Linked DNA regions of Callithrix jacchus: region 2 is linked to region 1. A link is a contact called in public Hi-C data. All regions are on one chromosome and are shown on one strand. Each heading gives the region's core, a stretch centred on a gene start, on an enhancer-like site or on the middle of the called end of the contact. The rest is flanking DNA. Distances are from core to core; before and after follow the strand shown. Region 1 holds the start of RICTOR (RPTOR independent companion of MTOR complex 2). Region 2 overlaps RICTOR (RPTOR independent companion of MTOR complex 2).

Region 1 (6,113 bases), core at 2,230-4,729:
AATCTACTACAATGAAGTTCCTAAACTAGATAAAAATTAATCCATCGATTTTTAACTGAGGCACTCTATGGATGAACCACAGCACTAACACCAGTACCAAAACCAATGAAATGTCTTCTGGGTCTCAAGAAGCTTGTAAGGCTGGCCAAGTCATTACTAAAATAGTATGCCATTTCCTGGTGTCAGGGAGAAAAATTCTAAGGTTCTATCAAATACAGTATCACATTTTATCCTAAGTGAATATAACAGATTGCACTTCACTCAGACTTAATTTATTGGTAATGTCACAGATTACTTTTTTACAGTTGTTATATTCAAGAACTCTACCTTAGATAGACTGTACCTAATAATCACAACAGTATGTCTCAAAAAAAAGTTCAAATACCATAATTCCTTATTAACAAGTTTATAATACTCAAAACAATTGTTTGAAGTATTTTTTTTTTTTTTTACTTTTTTTTTTTTTTAAGATGGGGTTTCACCGTGTTGGTCAGGCTGGTCTTGAACTCCCGACCTCAGGTGATCCACCTGCCTTGGCCTCCAAAGTGCTTGGATTACAGGCGTGAGCCACCATGCCCTGCTGTTTGAAGTATTTTTAATGTGAGCTTTAACATTCTGATTTCACAATGTAGAATAGCAACTAATGTTAAATATCACAAAGTACCTGGTCTTACACCAAGTACTTTAATGAACAACTAGCTCATTCACTTTTCACATTCTTAATAACCCTTTGAAGTTATCTCTTCTTTTAGAAATGAAGAAATCAGGGGTTAAGCGAGGTCAAATAACGCCCCAAATCACCCAACTATTAAACCTCACAGCTGAGGTTATAACCCAGAATGATGTGATTTTATAGTCAACTATGTTTTCACTACACATTGATGGCTCCTTTAGGTATTATAATGACCATGACCTCTATTTTATAATGAGCTTCATTAGGTATCTATACAATGAATCTCTCAAAGATTAAATTAAAATAATGAGAATAAAAGCAAACACTGCCTTGGCGTTAAACAAAAAAAAATTTTCATTCCCCAAACTTTATCTTTTTACATACTGTAATCTAATCCACAAACAGCTGCCCTTCAGCTGCAACCCAAACTGCCTCACAGTTCTCAAATTATTACTAAACTTTAATTCCTCATGAACTTTCTTCAAGCCTACTTTGAACAATGAAATGTTTGTCACAACAGCAACTTTTTAAAACAATAGTAACACTATAAAATGACTAATTCAGATTAATTCTAAACTTCTTATGATTAAGAAATACAGATCTCATACAATCTCTCACAATTGTTGCAATCAGTTTTAAGTGGCTATGTATATTTTATACCAAACTGAAGTACATTTTGTCAGGGCAAGCAGAAACAGCATTTTCTGCACTGTTTATATTAACCTGGAAACACCTATGGACACAGGTGCTTACTAAATGCTCAGTTAATACAGCATTTTAAATAGTAAACAGAGCACTATATATAGGAGCTCGACGAACTCAATTTAAAACAACTATGTATTTCCAGCACCACATCTAAGCAGGTTTTTAATGCACAAGATAAACTCAAGTTTTTTAAGTGCTCCTTTCACCTTCATCGAAAAACAGAAATGCCGCTATAAAAATTAAATCACTCACTAATTACATCTTTTACAAACCTGAAATTGTAGGAATTATCCTTATTTGTTAGGAAGTTTACTAGTAAATCTATTTTATATAGATTTTTCACGTGTGTTATATTTAGTCAAGTTTCCAAACTGCTGTACAGAAGTCAAAAGCTTTACGTCTTTTTATACTAATTCTCAAAACCTATCTGCTGAAAAACCGTTGGAAATTAGCGCATTGATAATCTAATTAGCAGCCATTTCCAGGATTTAAGCTCTATTACATTGTATTATATTTTAGAAACGGTGCTTGCAAAAGGTCTTAGTTCACCCGAAACTAAGTCCTTGAACTTTCAGAATAAAATATTAAGTAACAAACATGTACTCTTGTAGCCAATGAAAGCTGACCATTCAGTTTTTAAAACAGTAATCTTACACTGTGATATGCAAAATAAAACAAATTAGAAAATACACTATGCTTTCCCTCTAGAGATGAGCCATTGCGAACAACGAGCCCAGGTTTGACAAATTACTGTAGATAAGAGTCATTACGTCAAGCACAGTATAGGGTAAAAAATAGCTCATACAGAATGTTTACAACAAGTTTTGTTGTTGTTGTTTTTACTTCCTAAGGCGTTTTACAGATCTCAGAAACGGATTCTGCACAGTTTAGCCCGGTTACACTTCAAGCTACAGCCCGTGTATGACTTCGTCAGAATCAGTAGACTAAATCCTGTTTACCGTGGAAGAGAAAAGAATCTTGTACGTAACTACTAACTCTTCAACGAGATAATGTCGAATAAACTCTAGTACTGTGAGTGATAGAAGAAACACTGGCTAGTAACCGGATTAGGTCATTAAAAATATAACCCGGGTTTCCCCAGTTCGAAAGGTGTAAACAAACCCATCTCCACTGCAGAAGGTAAACAATGAACCTGCAGCAGGGCGAGGGGGCGGTCTTTTGCCAACTACAGTCCCAGCGGCCCGGGAAAGGGAAGCAGAAGGGAAACAGCATAAACCAGTTAGCAGTAATGACCAGTTCCAGGTTTCACTGTCGAGTTATCAATGCTGCGGGTCCCCACAGGGCTGTGGGCAAAGGGGAAAAGAGTCACGCAGTCAGCAAACACCGAGTAGGTCCGGCTTCTGCTCCGGGGATGGGGAGGGCAGGATGTGGTCGCTCATCCCTCAAACATCCTCCTGCAACCTAAATAACAGCCTTTACCTCCCTCTGGCTGCCCCCAGCTTGGCTGCCGGACTCCGGGATAGGTGCAAACCGCTCCGCCGGAGTTCGAGCCCAGAGGGTCGGCGGGTCCGCCGAGTTCCACTCGGGGCTCCCCCGCACCCGCAAGCAGCCGGAGGCCCGGAGAAGGGCTCGGGCCAGGGAAGCGGGAGCCGGGAAGGGGGATGGGTCCGGCGAGGCGGGTCCGGCAAGGCGGCCCCGGGCTCGGCTCCCGCGGGCAGGCGGGGCTCCGGCTCTGCCCACCGCACCCCGCCGGTCCCGTGTGGGGCCCGCCCCCGCCTCTGGCCCCAAGCCCCGGGCCCGGCTCCTCCCCAGCAGCGCGCCCTCGCCTGTGCCCGCGGCGCCCCGCGTTACCTCGGGTTAGATCCAGCGGGACGTTCTCCTCGCCGCTGTCATTCCGCCCTGCGCGAAACAGACACACAACCCCAGTTAGGATTCGCTCGCAGGCCAGCTGCGGCTGACCTGGCTCCGGCCAGCGCCCCGGCTCGCTCCCCACCCACGGCCAGGGGAAGGCAAGTGCCAGGGGGTGGCGGGCGCCGGGCGGTGGAGAGTGAGGGTTGCAGCGGGCTTACCTCGTACTCGGAGATTCTTCAGAGAGCGGCCGCGGCCGATCGCCGCCATATTGACGGGTTTCAGTCACAACACCGGAAACCTCGCCCAATCGCGCGAGAACCCCTTCCCCTCCCCGCGCGCCGCGCCCGCCCCCCGCGGCACCTTCCCCGCCCCCTTGGCGGCGACGGCTGTGCGGGTGGTGTAGGCTCGGTCCCGGCGCGGAGGGAGCGCGGAACAAATCCAAGGTCTGCACTGAGTTCGCAGCGCCCGCCTGCCCGCCTGCCCGCCCACGCCAGACCCGGAGGGCAAGTCCGCCGGGAGGGGCAGTTCCCACGAGGAAAGTCCCATTGATGCGAGTTGGCAGCGTAAAGGATGCTCCCCTCTGGCCGCCGCGGAAGCAGTCGTCCAAACGGAGGCGAGCAAGGAGGAGGAGGAGGCCGAGATGCGACCGGCGGGCCACCTGCTCATCGCCGGCCTGCGAGTGTCCTGCTTGCTCTCAAGCCCTGCCGTAGACGGCCCCACTCCCCCGTTCATCCATTGAAACAATTTTTATAAAAACGCTGCGCAGTTTTAGTCTCCCTTCCTGGAATCGCTTTGCTCCGACCAAGTTAACACATAACAAAGTTTGTTTTCCAGCCTTGCCCTTGATCTTTCAGAACGCCCCTCTCGGCTAGGAGGGCTTCTCCAAGTGGAAGCGGTTGGGCGGTTTTGTTTTTTTTTTTTGTGGCCGCCAGGCATAGGACGCGAGAAGGGGGTGCATCGGAGGGGGACGCGGGCGGCAGTCCCCGCGGTGGGATCGCGCCAGCGCCGGGAGGCCGGGGAGAGGGGTTTCCTTTGCTAGGAATCGAGGCCAGACTGCTGGGTATTGTGTCCGGCTTTTCTGTCTCTGTAGGTCCTAGGAGCGTGGCTCATGCAGATGTTGGGGATTAATCTATTGTATGCATAAGCCTATTAACATTAGGGATTTTAATTCTAGAAACTGCTTAGTTAGTTAATATATATACATCTGCCCACTGACCCAGTAGCTTTCTTAAACTACATTTATTTTAAAGAGAGGATGAGTGATTTGTCCCCTCCAGTTCCTCAGCTCATCTTTCTATTCCATAAGACTGAAAGTTAATTAAAAGTGGAGATCTTGCTTTAACCATTCTGTTTTACCAGCTCCTAGTTAATGCAATATCTGGCACAAATAAGTATTCAGTAAATACCTGTTAGATGAGTAAATGCCCTGCATTTCTTCTTTGTTCCAATTCTCTGCTTGCTTTAAAATACATGTATATATATATATATATATATATATGTATATGTATATGGGATATTTATTGAAGTTATTAATAACAATTTGGAAACACGTAAATGTCCAAAGTTAGGGATTATGTAAATTATCTCAACCATTTAAAGTGACGAGGTAGACTTAGTAATAGTAATAGGAAATAATGTTCATGATGTTAAGCAAAGATTACAAATTTTCTGTTTTTATAAAGTTTAAATACATACGAAATTAAAATATACCTTATAAAATATTTTATATATACATGTACGTTGAAAAAAGTCTGAAAATATATGTAAAAATGTTAACTGATTTTCTCCCCTCGTTTGTAGAATTACACGTGCACTTTTTTGTTGTTTGCTTGTCTCTACTTTTTAAATGTCCTATAGTTAATATATATCATTTTTAAAATAAATGTTAAAAAGTAGCATCATCCAGAAAAAAAAATAGGAGCACTGCTTCCTTAGGATATTGCCCATTGTCTATATAATCCAGGTTTTTTGTTGTTTTTTTTTAAATCAAGTCAACACTCAGATATCTGCAGCTGATACTGCACTTCAGTTAAGGATGTAACACAATTACAGTGCTTCAAAGAAACATCTCCTGGCATCGCCAGAGGTAGTTTTAATACCAACAAATGTGCTCCCTCTGTTATAGCTTTAAAAATCTTGGTGCAATTTATTTATTCTAGCTACTGCCTAAAACAGAAATCACATAATTTGAGGTCTGGCTGAGACATGAAAAATTTTAGATTTCACTCCTCCATGTATCACCACATTTCACACTTATTGAAAAGTAGGAATGTATCGGTAGAAATTATAATGGATTCTTAGAGTTGTTCTGACTTCCAACCGATATTTTTTATTGTATTTTTAAATCCCTGTATATTCTAAATTAACTCCTTCCTAATACAATTTAACTTCATTTTCTCTCAGTGTTTTATGAAAGTTGAGTACAACTAATCTACTTTTAGGTTACTTGAGGTACATAAGTGCCTAAATCCAGTAGTATTTTATAAGTCTATGCTTCTATTAACAACAGTTATTCAATTACTCCATTTCTTGCAGGAGAAAAAAATGGCATTCAATCTTACATTGAAACTAGTTTTTTCTCTGTTACTGTTTCAGTCATTTGAGTGGTTAGGTTCTCCATATTAGCTCTTAAACTGAATGGCAGGTCTGGTAAAAAACAAGTTCTTAGTGTTTGCAAGTGACACTCAACTAGGAAGCAGAAGTTGAGGCAAATTTTGGTAAGGAATACATTTTATAATATTGTGTTTGCTTTTTAAACAATGGCACTTCCTTATTGCTGGTAGTCAGACTGCTTGTTAAAACCCCTAAGTTTTCTTCTTTAATACTTGCCAATTGCTAGCTATTCCTCGTTTTGAAACTTGTTTCTCTTCCTTGCTTCTTTTAGCCCACCCATATGACTTACACATTTTGTTTACTTCTTACT
Region 2 (6,950 bases), core at 2,735-5,234, 78 kb before region 1:
AAGGAGATATAGGAAATTGATCTTCCTGGGTGAAAGAATTCTAACATCTTATGACATTAATCTCTTTCTTAATACTTTCTAATTTATTATTATTCTAAGGAGCTTGTAAGAAAATTTCTCTAAGCAGCAAAATGCATGTAATAAATTCTGTAAAGAGCTGGCTAAAAAAAAAAACAGGCAAAATGGTTTTTAAAATTAAGTCTACTATTAATAAACTATGTTACCTTGACTAAACCAATCCTCTGTGCCTCAGTTTCCTCATTTGTAAAATGAAGACATGTATGAACCGATGATTTCCAGAGTTTCAAGTATAAAATTCTATATATGTGTCTACTAAACATATACTTACTTAACAGATTGTGCTGTGAAACAGATACATAAAATTTTTACAAATAAAATCACTCTTATTTCCAGGGAAATATATGCAAAGAAACTCTTAAATTGTGTGTAAATCAGAGAATGCTTTCCTCATAAATCAATGAATGCTCCATAATGGAGAGGCCACAGAATGCTGTCGCTGTTAAAACTGTAAAATTCAGTCATCATTCTGGCATGACAGGACAGACATATAAAACAAATTTAAGATCATGACTAGGTAATAAATTTGTGGAACTGACACAAAGGAATTATCTAAGGGGAATATCTAATATTTGAGCTGAGTTATCTAAGGGGAATATCTAATATTTGAGCTGAGACTAGAAGATTGATGTAAAAGGTAAGAAGGGCTGGGGCCGGGCGCGGTGGCTCATGCCTGTAATCCCAGCACTTTGGGAGGCCGAGGCGGGTGGATCATGAGGTCAAGAGATCGAGACCATCTTGGTCAACATGGTGAAACCCCGTCTCTACTAAAGATACAAAAAATTAGCTGGGCATGGTGGCGCGTGCCTGTAATCCCAGCTACTCGGGAGGCTGAGGCAGGAGAATTGCCTGAACCCAGGAGGCGGAGGTTGCGGTGAGCCGAGATTGCGCCATTGCACTCCAGCCTGGGTCACAAGAGCGAAACTCCACCTCAAAAAAAAAAAAGGAAGGGCTGGAAATGACGAGTAGGAAGGAAGTAACAATTGTGGTGGCAGTGGTGGGTAGTTTGTCTACACATGGTGGCATAAGACATGACAGATAGAAATGGTTGGTTGGACCAAAACCGGGCTTTGAAGGCCGAAGTAGGCAAGTTGTACTTAAAATTCATGGGTCAATGTAGGTCTGGAAATCTCTGAGAAGAGGGCTCTTGCTCTGGCTTTGCCACTATCTTGCTATGTAATGTATCAAAGGCTTGTGATTCCACCCAATGAATCTCTTTCAAATGTAAAATGTTTGTGGAATTAATTCCTTATTACATGAATAAAAAAATTATATATAAATAAAATGACAGCTCAAATTAAGTGGGCAACAGGCAGAATTTAAATAAGATTAGGAGAAGAATAGTAACAACTGACTAGTAGAAAAATTACGCTAAAAATAAGAGATAAAGCCAGAAAAGAGCTGCCTGCATTGGAAGGGGGAGAGAGAGAAAAAAAAATTAAAAACATGGAAAAGAAAACAGCAGAAAGACAGAAAATTTCCAAATGAATGAGATGGGTAAAATAAGAGAAAAAGTAACATAAGAATTCCTTAATTATAGTGTAAGCTATCCTAAAGCAAAAAATGTTTTTCCTTATCCTTTAAGATATAACAGACTAATACTTTTATTATAAATTTTAAGAGTTTTTGGAATGCATACAAAAAAATCTCAGTGATATAGTAATTATAATATTAAACATTAATTTCTACTGCAGGTTGAGCATCCCTAATCTGAAAATCCAAAATGCTCCAAAATCAAAAACTTTTTGAACACTGATGTGATGCCAGAGGTAGAAAATTCAGCATCTGATAACTTTGCTTTCTGATGGTTCAAGGTATATAAACTTTGTTTCATTCACAAAAGTCTTAAAAATATTATACAAAATTACCTTCAAGATATGTGTACAAGGTGTATATGAAACATAAGTGAATTCTGTGTTTAGATTTAGGTCTCATTCACAAGATCTTATTGTATATACAAAAATATTCCAAAACCCCAAAAAAATCCAATGGGAATGGAAAATACTTCAGGTCCCAAGCACTTTGAATAAGAAATACTCATCCTATAATTCTGTTGCCAAGGTTTTACTTTAAAAAAAAAAAAGTGTGCTTCAGATAGTAAAAGTACTAATGAAATTATAGTTTCTCTGGCCGATAGAGGCCACTGTTCGTTCAGCAAATGTGCTCTCACTCTAACCTTTTTAGCTGAAACCAAGGAAAGGCCCTGTGCCACAATTCTTCCTCTGATCCTATATCCCACTACCAAATACCAGTAATTTTCCTCTTCTACAATTCACAAATGTATGTGAGTCAACTACTCTGCATTTCAGAAGACAACCAAATGAAATGATACTTTTGTTATGGTGCTATTAAATTACTTTTAAGCAATTAAAAACTGAGCTACTTTAAATTCAATTTTAACTTGTGCAAAAATAGAAAACTGAAGTAAAACATTTACTATAAAATCCCAAGTTGAATTAATTGGTCTGAATCCATTTGAAATTGTCTTTTCTTCCGACAGCAGTCTCTAGAGCAGTAGTGCTCAAAATGTAGACCAGGAAATTCTGAGGTCCTTAAGATAATTTCGGAAATTCTGCATAGCAATAAAAAGACGTTATTTGTCCTTTTTACCTTTATTTTCTCACAAGTGTGTATTAAAGTTTTCTAGGGACTCCACCACATGTGTAATCACAACAGACTGAATGCAGAAGCAAATATGATAATCCAACTGACTTGTATATCAAAACAAAATTAAAGAGAGTTGCAAAACTCTAAAACAATAGCACTCTTCTCATTAATTTCATTTTTTGAAAAATACAGACATTCCTAAGTGTCCATCAACCAATGAGTTGATAAAGAAAATGTGGTGTTATACACTATGTAATATTACTCAGCCATAAAAGCAATGGAAATAATGTCTTTTAAAGCAACTGGATGGAGCTGCAGGCCATTATTGTAAGTCAAGTTAACTCAGGAATGAAAAACCAAATATTGTATGTTCCCTGCTTATAAGTGGGAACTAAACTATGAGTACGCAAAGGCATAAGAATGATAAATGAACTTTGGAGACTGGAGGTGGTGGGGGAGTTTGGGAGGAGGTTAGGTACAAAAAGATTACATATGGGGTACAGTGTACACTTCTTGGGTGATACGTACACAAAAATGTCAGAAATCACCGCTAAATAAGTTATCCATGTAACTGAAAACCACCTGCTCCCCAAAAACTATTGAAAAAAGAAAAAAATACAGTTTCATAAGAATGTTGTTTGTATTTAATGTGTTTATTAAACATATTAATATATATTTTTATTCCAAATACGATAAATTCTGACATATATAACCCAAATAATCAAAAAATTGTTCTAGGTTCTTCAAAACCAAATTTTGTTTTATCTTGAATTCTCAGTCATAGAAGGAAGAATTGTATAAATAAAAACAGTACATTTTTAAAATCTGAATTTGAAAAGTCAAATTACAATCCTAGTGTAACAGTTCACCTATAACAATAGTCTCCTAATCTAATCTCCAGTATCATTCTTAGTTAAATATCAGACTTCTTTTAAGACTTAACACATCCATTTACTTGTTCCTTTCTATGCTCACCTGTGGGTACTATTACTAACTACAAGGTAGACAATTTTAAGAAAAGGGAAGAAGAGGGAACCCTAGCTAACACAGGAATTGAACAGTACACCATTTTGGAACATGCACTAAATTGAAAGGAAGGGGGAAAATAAAGAACTAGAAAATTCAACTGGTAAGTATTTTTAGATGTCTTTATGCAAACAAACATATACTTCATGATTCTCATGAAACATTAAGATGAAATATGACACTTATCTCACTCAGGCTGAGTCCCAACCAAATTTACTCTCAGTTCACTCTCTTTGTTCCACCATTAGGGTATGAAGTAAAACAACAAAGCACTCCCTGAAGGCCTCTCAAGAGAAGCATTATGGATTGTCCTTAACACTCAATCTTCGGGAGTTTAGGCTATGACCTTTTATCCTGTACAAGGGCCTGAATTGTTTATTGCAACTGCCCACAGACTGTATCCAAATTCATCTTCAAAACAATAAACTTCTATTTGTGACATCCATTTAATAGTATTAATTAAGAGAAAATCAGGATGGGGAGCAAGCAATCCTCTCTCTCCAGTAACTTATCAAAGCAGTAATTACATTTACATGTCTATTGGAGGAAGAAATAGTCTTCACAGTAAACATTTATAAGAAATAATGTCCTAGCTATACCCAATCACATAGAATTTCACAAAAGATTTATGTTTACCTCAAAGTTTAATGAATTTATTTAATATATAACTGTAATATAAATGTTTAATAAAAGTTTAGTCTTTAATCTTAATAAAGATTTCACAAAACAGTCTAATTTTAAAATGTAAACATAAAAACCATAAATTTGCCTTTTACTCTCACACATAGAGCATACCTTTCTGACTAATCGAAGTGCTTGTGTCCTCTCTACCTCGTTGCTCTGTTGTATGTCAATGCACCTAAACAATACACAAAATATAAATCATTGATAAAATTCTGTTAAACAACTTTTTGTATAATAATACTGCTAGATGAGACGCATTTTCACAATGTCAATATGGTATATTAAAGTTTTAGTATATGATTTCTCAGTACCAGCATATATTTAATTAACCTAATAACTCTAGTGATAAATATCTGTCATTTAAAAGACCAATTTTTTCTTTTAAAACCTCAGCAAAGAACAGTAATTTATAAGACTACATCTATTTATAAAGAAAAAATAAAGCATAAAAAGTCTACTAAAAAAATTCACTTATCCATGATAAAATTCAGACATTTTATAAAAATTGTAAAGAACAATAGTTCAAGGCTGTTTTCATTTAATTCAGATTTTAACCAGGGCTTAAGCTAAATTAGGCACTATCCATAAAAATTCTATTTTACCAAAATATAATCTGAATTCTTAATTCACTTCAAATATTGATGTCCAAACAAATATCACCAAACTGACATTTCTTTGTAAAATTTATTAAATTATCCAATTTTGAACATCTTTTATTTATGTAGAAGCATAAGTTTTATTTAGACAGTTCATTATTCTAATCAATGCTTTATATAGAGAGAGTTTGCTATTCAAAAAGCATTTCTTCTATCTGAATACAATTAATCTAAGGCAACTCTATTAAAATATAAATGGACACAGAATTCCATTCCTGGCCATGATAGAGATGCGAGGTTGAGTATCCTGCCAAAAACTACCATAAAGGTTTTTTTAAAAAATTTACAGTATAAAACAACTGTTCAAAGGGCAATGAAGAATAATCTCTGAAAAACGAAGCATAAGTAGCTCCACTATCAACCAGACTTTTTCCCTGGGTGCATTTGTCAATCTCTGGCCTTGTGGGCAGAGTCCTAACAGAAAGCAGAAATCTGGCTGTACTGAAAAGATACAAGTTTAACTTCAGAACAGCCAAAGTAGTTGGCACTTGAGGGGTAAAATCCTCGAGAAGAAAACGGAAGAAAGTGAACTAAAATCTGCATGCAGAATTCTCTCCACAACACTTGTCATCAGCTGCACTGTGCAAAAGCAGAATTACACTCTAAAAAACAAAGGAACAGGGTATAGATGTTAGCAGGAACACAGTACTCTAAGAAATGGGTTAGGGTTCAAGACTGGTTAAGGTAAAAAGATTCTGCTCAATATCTACACTGTAACTTGAGATCCCAAATAGCCACTTCTAGGAGCAAAGGCAAATCTTAACTTTAGCAGAATCAGTGTAATAAGCCAACATTCTATAACAAAACTTAACTCTCTTAAAAGGAAAATAACATGATCCTGAGACAATTTTGTTTTTTTGTTTGTTTGGGGGGATTTTTTTTTTAATTGTTTTTGAGACAGAGCTGGTGCCTCAGCCTCCTGAGTAGCTGGGATTATAGGTGCATGCCAACATGCCTGGCTGATTTTTGGTGTTTTGTTTTTTTGTTTTTTTTTTGAGACAGAGTTTCGCTCTTGTTACCCAGGCTGGAGTGCAATGGCGCGATCTCGGCTCCCCACAACCTCCGCCTCCTGGGTTCAGGCAATTCTCCTGCCTCAGCCTCCTGAGTAGCTGGGATTACAGGCACGCGCCACCATGCCCAGCTAATTTTTTGTATCTTTAGTAGAGACGGAGTTTCACCATGTTGACCAGGATGGTCTCGATATCTTGACCTCGTGATCCACCCGCCTCGGCCTCCCAAAGTGCTGGGATTACAGGCTTGAGCCAGATTTTTGTTTATTTAGTAGAGATGGGGTTTTGCCATGTTGGCCAGACTGGTCTCGAACTCCTGGCCTCAAGTGATCTGCCTGCCTCGGCCTCCCAAAGTGCCAGAATTACAGGCATGAGCCACCAAGCCCAACCCTAACATTTTAATATCAATGTTCAGATTCTATCAGACAATATGAGGCACGGTTTAAAACAGGACCAAGAACCAAAAACTAAGAAAAATAATGGCACTACAAATAGAACACAGGTGAGTCACATATTGGAGTTGTCAGAGGGGACACTTCAAAATAACTATGGTTAATATGCTAAACAGAAGATGAAGAAATAAAGCAGAGACTTGAAATCTTTAAATAAAACTAAAATAAACCATAAATAATCATAACTGAAATTAAGAATTCATGAGAGTAATTTACTAGCAGGGTAGAAGATTTTTAATAAATATAAGTAGAGAGTAGGCATACTGAAGTACAAAGATTCATCACAGCAAAAGGATGAAAACCACAGTAACAGCATCAGAAATGTAGGACAATGAAAAGATTCAACATGTGTACAGATGGAGTCCCAGTCAACAGGGCAGAATATATAACAGAGAAAAACAATCTTTAAAGCAGCCAGAAGTAAAAAGAGATATTCC

What was found. A called contact is a pair of places that touch in the nucleus more often than the background predicts.
Region 2: a Hi-C map of skeletal muscle shows a contact between it and region 1, with 4 times the contacts expected there. The contact joins the enhancer-like site here to the promoter of RICTOR in region 1. A contact is called at or near these places in 2 of 3 Hi-C or Micro-C datasets (both in skeletal muscle).

The regions. Positions count from the first base shown.
Region 1 is chr2:166,482,736-166,488,848 of calJac240_pri, reverse strand. It overlaps RICTOR (RPTOR independent companion of MTOR complex 2), which reads right to left and starts at 3,479. Exons shown (of 39, transcript XM_078365551.1): 1 at 3,409-3,479; 2 at 3,191-3,238.
Region 2 is chr2:166,559,930-166,566,879 of calJac240_pri, reverse strand. It overlaps RICTOR (RPTOR independent companion of MTOR complex 2), which reads right to left. Exons shown (of 39, transcript XM_078365551.1): 7 at 4,507-4,570. Among named protein-coding and RNA genes, the nearest start is that of RICTOR, 78 kb to the right of the region's middle. Within about 2 kb of position 3,984, at least 1 of the 16 cell types and tissues checked has an H3K27ac peak or open chromatin away from gene starts, as enhancers often do. A contact at or near this core is called in skeletal muscle, where this site is marked.